Regions from separate parts of the Mus musculus genome. Here region 2 is linked to region 1. A link is a contact called in public Hi-C data. All regions are on one chromosome and are shown on one strand. The core of a region is the stretch at or near the end of the contact, and the rest is flanking DNA. Distances in the headings are between cores, read along the strand shown. Region 1 holds the start of Sh3d19 (SH3 domain protein D19). Region 2 overlaps Sh3d19 (SH3 domain protein D19).

Region 1 (2,700 bases), core at 197-2,696:
TCTTCCAGCACTGCGAACACTGGGGGCTCTCACAAGCTCTCAGAACAAGAGCCAGAGGCTGCAGATAAAGGCCTGTTCATCCCACACAGCCCTTTCCTAAGGGAGCATTCTTGCCTGCTGTTTCAGTATCTTTTTGTGACATTCCAGAATCTGTCCCTCGGTGTGAAATTATGTATGTGCACCTACAGAACTTTAGCTGTGTGTGATAGGTATGTACAATGACTTTTGTTACATTGCTCTTTCCAGCTTTGGAGCAGTGTGCAGGGGGTAGGTCCCGCAGTTAAGTGCCTCAAATTACAGCCTCTGACTTCAGAGCCAGCTCTCCTACCACTTGGCCAAATCACCTCTCTACAAATCATTGGGTATGGAACTCCTTTAACACATTTCTCCCTGAACTTCTAGGGATGGTGGCCTTCTCCTAACCCTCAATTAACTGAATACTGGGAGGCTTTATTCATTTGTTTATGTATTTATTTTTTACAGTGCCAGAGATAAGCTTCACCCAAACTGGGGAACTGTTCTACCCCCCTCCCCCAACCTCAAGTCCTACCTAGTATTTAAAAGAAATTAGACTGTACTGTTTAGACCAGTATTGTGTTCTCGGTAAAGCTGAAATGAAAGTACAAATGCTCTCCCTGACCCCCTTATGCATAGCTTCCCTCCTCACCACCATCCTCCATATCGGGGCACATTTGTTACAACTAATAAACTTAATCCTGCTCCAGGCGCATCTTTATCGCCCACAAAGTTCATAGCGTACATGGGGCTCATCCTTGCTGTTGCACACTCTGTGCCTTTGAACTAATTTATGACATGTATCACAGAGTACTTTGACTACCAAAAAAGGAAAACAGTAATACCAAAAAACCTATTCCCTAATGAGGTACTTTTTAAGGGGTGATATAAGGGGGGGGGGCGGATATGGTAGCATACTACTGTAATTCCACCACTTAAGAGGCAGAATGATCAGGAGTTTCAGGCCAAATTAAGACGTGTGTGTGTGTGTGTGTGTGTGAGAGAGAGAGAGAGACAGAGACAGAGAGACAGAGGAGAGACAGAGACAGAGAGACAGAGATCTCTTAGAGTCTAGACTCAACTCTAGGTGGTGTGCCCCAAGTGAAGTTCAGCCTCTCCCAGTTTGTGCATCTCTCCAAGACTCGCCTAGGAACCGGTTCCTCCCCCTTTTGTTTAAGTGTCAAGCGAATGGGTTTCCTGTTGACTCTGGAATATTGTGAAAGGGCAGGAAGAGGCCAAGCCTCCTTGTCTCTCTCTCTCAACTCCCCAACCCCTTTATTTATTTTGTGCACGTCTGTTTGGGTTGTGGGGGTGTTTCCAGCTTGTGCGGCTGGAGGGCGGCCTCAGCAGCCCGAAACCCCTCCCCGAGGAGGCGAGGCCGGTCGGGAGCCCGCCCGATCCCAGGCTGGACCTCTGTGGGGCGGGGAAGGGAACCGGACGGGAAGCGAGCTGCCGAGGAGCTGCAGGCCGCCGGTGCGTGCCCAGAAGGCGGGGAGCTCGGCCCAGCCCGCGCCCCAGCTCCGCGCTGCAGGTGGAGCCCTCCTTCCCCGCCGAGCGCGCTGGCGAGGGCCATCCGCTGCCCGCAGCTCGCCCGCCGTCCCTGGGCTGCGCGGCGGCGCCTCGCCCATGGCTGAGGGCCGGCGGCGGGAGGACGAGGAGGAAGAGCTGCGAGAGCGCCGCGAGCTTGGGGGCCCGCGCCGCGCCCGGAGCCGCGCGCTCCCGGGCCACTCGGCTGCAGGTGAGACGCGGGGGACGCGGGGACCAGGGGCGCACGGGGGGTTGGGAGCATCTAGGACCGGGTTCTCCGCGCCCACTCATGCCCTGCCCAGCTCGGCAGCTGCTCTCGATGCTGCCTGGAGGGGACTGACACCTTTAACTCCTGATGGCGAGAGGGCGGGACAGTGGCCTTTCTATCCTTAGCCTCCTTTTCTCCTTTTTGAGAGAATTCAGATTGGTCTCTTTTACCTGTTAGTGGCCCTGGAGCCGAAACTCCAAAATTTCCGTGGAAACTAAATCCAAGGCGGCTGGTACTTGTGGCTGGGTGATTACTTATCTGTAGGTGAGTCAGAGGCCATGCCCTACGTCTATCTCTCTCTGGACCACGACCCATCCCTACGGTTTCGCCTGGGCCACCCCAACCTGGTCAGACCACGTGCCCATGCTGAATCAAGTCTTGTTTCAGCAGCCGGTGAACTTCGGACCTCTAGTCCCTTCCTTCCCTCCCCCACAGCGCTGATTTTCTGCTGGAGAGTTAATTTGTTGCAACTGCCCTCCCCGTTGTAAACCGGGAGTGCCCAATGTAGTATTGGAGAAGGGAATTCTTTTGGATGGAGGTCATTTGGGGGCCTATAGTTAGTTACCTTTAAGATCTTGTTTTGGGACACACCAACGAAGCACGAATCAAATAGCTTGGTGCATAAGTATAAAATTAAATGTAGATCCACCCTCCTTCCCTTTACCTGGGGTGGGTTTTCAATGTAACCGTAATGGAGAGGAAATTATTAGGCCAGCTGGTTAACCACAGTTATCTGAAACTGGATGGAAGAATTAACCTAGAAGATGCATAAAGAGGTGAAGGGATTGGGAAGAGTCATGGGAAATCCAGGCACCAGACTGGAGCCTTCTTAGAAAGGGAACATGGAGAGGCTCCTCTGTGTGACCACCAGGAGAAAGTTGGGTCTGTGG
Region 2 (2,757 bases), core at 149-2,648, 140 kb after region 1:
CATGGTGGCTCACAACCATCCATAATGAAATCTCTTCTGGTGTGTCTGAAGACAGCTACAGTGTACTTACATATAATAATAAATAAATCTTGGGGCCAGAGTGAGTGGGGCTGGAGCAAGCAGAGGTTCTGAGTTCAATTCCCAGCAACCACATGATGGCTCACAACCATCTGTACAGCTACAGTGTACTCATATACATTGAATAAATAAATCTTTAAAAAAAAAAAAAAGGAATGGCAGATCCCTCATACAAATGGAAAGTAGCCTTTGCTTATCATTTTATCTTTAAGTCTGTGATGAAGTTTTAGCTCAAATAACATTCTTTAGGGGCTCAGGATAGAACATTGGCTTGCTTAGCGTTGTAATGAAGTTAATTCTAATTTAATAAGTAAAGTAGGTGTTTAAATGGGTTTTTTTTAAAAAAATAGAGATTTTTATTTCCTTTATTGAAAAACAAGTCTTGGGTACATCAAAACCAATTTCTGGAATGGGGGGCAGGGGAACAGAACCCACAATAGAAAAAAAAATTATCATCTGGGCCACAACAGAACCCAGAGAATATGTTCTTATCATTAAAAAATTCTAGGTGCTTCATAATTGACCTTCTGATACAAAATGGCCTATTGAATTGGCAACTTGATTCTTGGTGTGGAGGTCCACAGACAAATGAGGACTTCTTCAGCCCTTAGCTGGAGGCCATGAGTGATTACCTGGCTTTTGACTCTTTAAAAGGTTTTTTAATATGTGTGTCACCCACCACCTGCCTATGAGATCAAAGAATTAGATTTTTGTAATCGTTTTAAGTTTCCTTCATAGCCAAAGCTACAAATGTTTTTTAAAAAACAAAACAAAACAAAAAACTATTTACAACTTATTTATATATACTTGGCAGATTGATTTTTATTTTGGTGTAGATAAATTTTCTTCCTAAAGATCTGTAGTACTCCCTAGTTAATATTTGAGGTTGGAATGGCTTTTCCGGGTGACTGGGAATGGTGGTAAGTGTATCGCGCCAGGTCTATAAACATCTGTCAATGCTGGATGTGTTTGCAGCAAGATTTACGTTGGCGCAGTAGGAATCTCTGGCCAGGACCATGGTGGTTCTAAAAATTGTTTCCCTTAGTAGACATATCTAATCTGATCTTAGAATCTCTTAATATCACATTTTAAAAATATAATTGCATGGGAAAATTAATTTGATCAGTATAATCTAGTCTGTCAGAAGCAGCCGAATGCACACCCTGCCTCTGTGGACAGATCTCAATGCAACTTTGTTCTCTGCTTTAATCACATGTGCAGCTGGGGCAATTCATCGTGTGTCACTAATTCTGTATTACAGAGCAAGCTGACGATCTGAGTCTCACATCTGGAGAGATTGTTTATCTTCTCGAAAAAATAGATGCAGAGTGGTACAGAGGGAAATGTAGGAACCAGACTGGCGTGTTTCCTGCCAATTACGTCAAAGTCATTGTAAGTGGGTTTGTTTATTTTATTTGGCCACACATTCAGTGAGTCTCACACGCAGATGGGAAAGAGAAACTAGAAGCCTACAGTCTTGAATTTGCCTTTTCTGTCTTCTCTGGATCATTTGACACTTGGACATTTTTTAAGTGAATATTTTCTCACACAGACTGGCTCTGTCAGCATTCAGTTATGAAGGAGTAAGATCTCAGCAGTGACCCTGTTACTGCTGACCGATTGGCTATTGCCAGAGTTTGGGAGTGGAGGACTCACTGTCTTCCGTTAGGTACACATTGCTGGAACCACCATGCTCCAACGAAACAGTATCAGTTGTCAGTCACCCGTCCTCGGAGAGCTCTTCAGCACTTAAGAATGTGTGTTAGTGCTTGGAGACATTTAGTGAACATGAGTTAGTGCTACAGACAGTTTCGAAGGGATGCTCTTTGGGCGTGTGGCACCACGTCATTTTGAGAACCAGAACACCTGAGGGAGTAGTCCATTGTTTTCACATAATATTTTCAAGTCAGACTGGAGAAAATTATATTGAAGTGTCAAAATTGTATGGCCCTTAATAGCTTAACTTGTGAACACACTCCAGTATGCTGAAGGCTTTCCTGCTAAGCCTGAGTAGCTGTGAAACATAGGGACAAAACAAGACTGCTCTTTGAACACATGTATTAATAGGAAAAATATGATTCACTCCCTAATATAACCTATGGATACTATGAAATAGCACTAAAACTAACTTAAACGTTAACAGCTTATTTTGGAGGGGGAAAAAAAAACAATAATTTTCCATTACATCAGAAACTTTTAAAATCTAGGTATTACAGAAAATCTGTATTTTTCAAGTAGAAAGAGTCTGAGCCTCTTGGATTATGAAATGTAAGTCTTAAAAATATTGCCCAGTGCAGATGCGGCCTGGTCCTTCCCAGGCCTGCAGCCACGTTCTCTAAATTAATATTAAGAGTAATGTAAGTTTGAACACCCCTCCTCATTTCTCTTCTGCTCAGTGGAGCGGTGCTCTAAAAAGCACATTTCCCACACTGAAATCAATCACCCCCAGTCGGCCACATTATTGGTATAAATGTTATTCCTAAGCGCACAAGTTTAAAAAATTGTTTTAAAACACCAAACTTAGAGGATTTATCAGAAAGGGCACTGATCTGATACAGACCTCACAATCTTAAGTAGTTTTCAACTGCGTGGTTGTGGCTGAGGATTTCATCCCAACACAGCTTTCCTGGTTGCTTTCTACTAAGCAACCAGATGAAATGCCTGGCGCTTAGTAGACGG

Evidence for each region. Hi-C and Micro-C count contacts between places; a contact is called where the count stands out from the background.
Region 2: a contact with region 1 is called in a Hi-C map of cortical glia, with 1.7 times the contacts expected there. The contact joins the enhancer-like site here to the promoter of Sh3d19 in region 1. A contact is called at or near these places in 2 of 39 promoter capture datasets (the 3T3-L1 cell line and 3T3-L1-derived adipocytes), 12 of 484 Hi-C or Micro-C datasets (cerebral cortex, cochlea, cortical glia and 7 more), 4 of 115 datasets of contacts at active chromatin or transcription factors (embryonic forebrain, embryonic stem cells and neural tube) and 3 of 9 other capture datasets (adipose tissue, liver and pancreatic islet).

What each region holds. Positions count from the first base shown.
Region 1 is chr3:85,969,672-85,972,371 of GRCm38.p6, forward strand. Sh3d19 (SH3 domain protein D19) reads left to right here and starts at 1,447. Exons shown (of 22, transcript NM_001082414.3): 1 at 1,447-1,753.
Region 2 is chr3:86,113,448-86,116,204 of GRCm38.p6, forward strand. Sh3d19 (SH3 domain protein D19) reads left to right here. Exons shown (of 22, transcript NM_001082414.3): 16 at 1,340-1,470. Among named protein-coding and RNA genes, the nearest start is that of Gm25188, 14 kb to the left of the region's middle. Within about 2 kb of position 1,399, at least 67 of the 459 cell types and tissues checked have an H3K27ac peak or open chromatin away from gene starts, as enhancers often do. A contact at or near this core is called in adipose tissue, cortical glia, forebrain and 2 more, where this site is marked.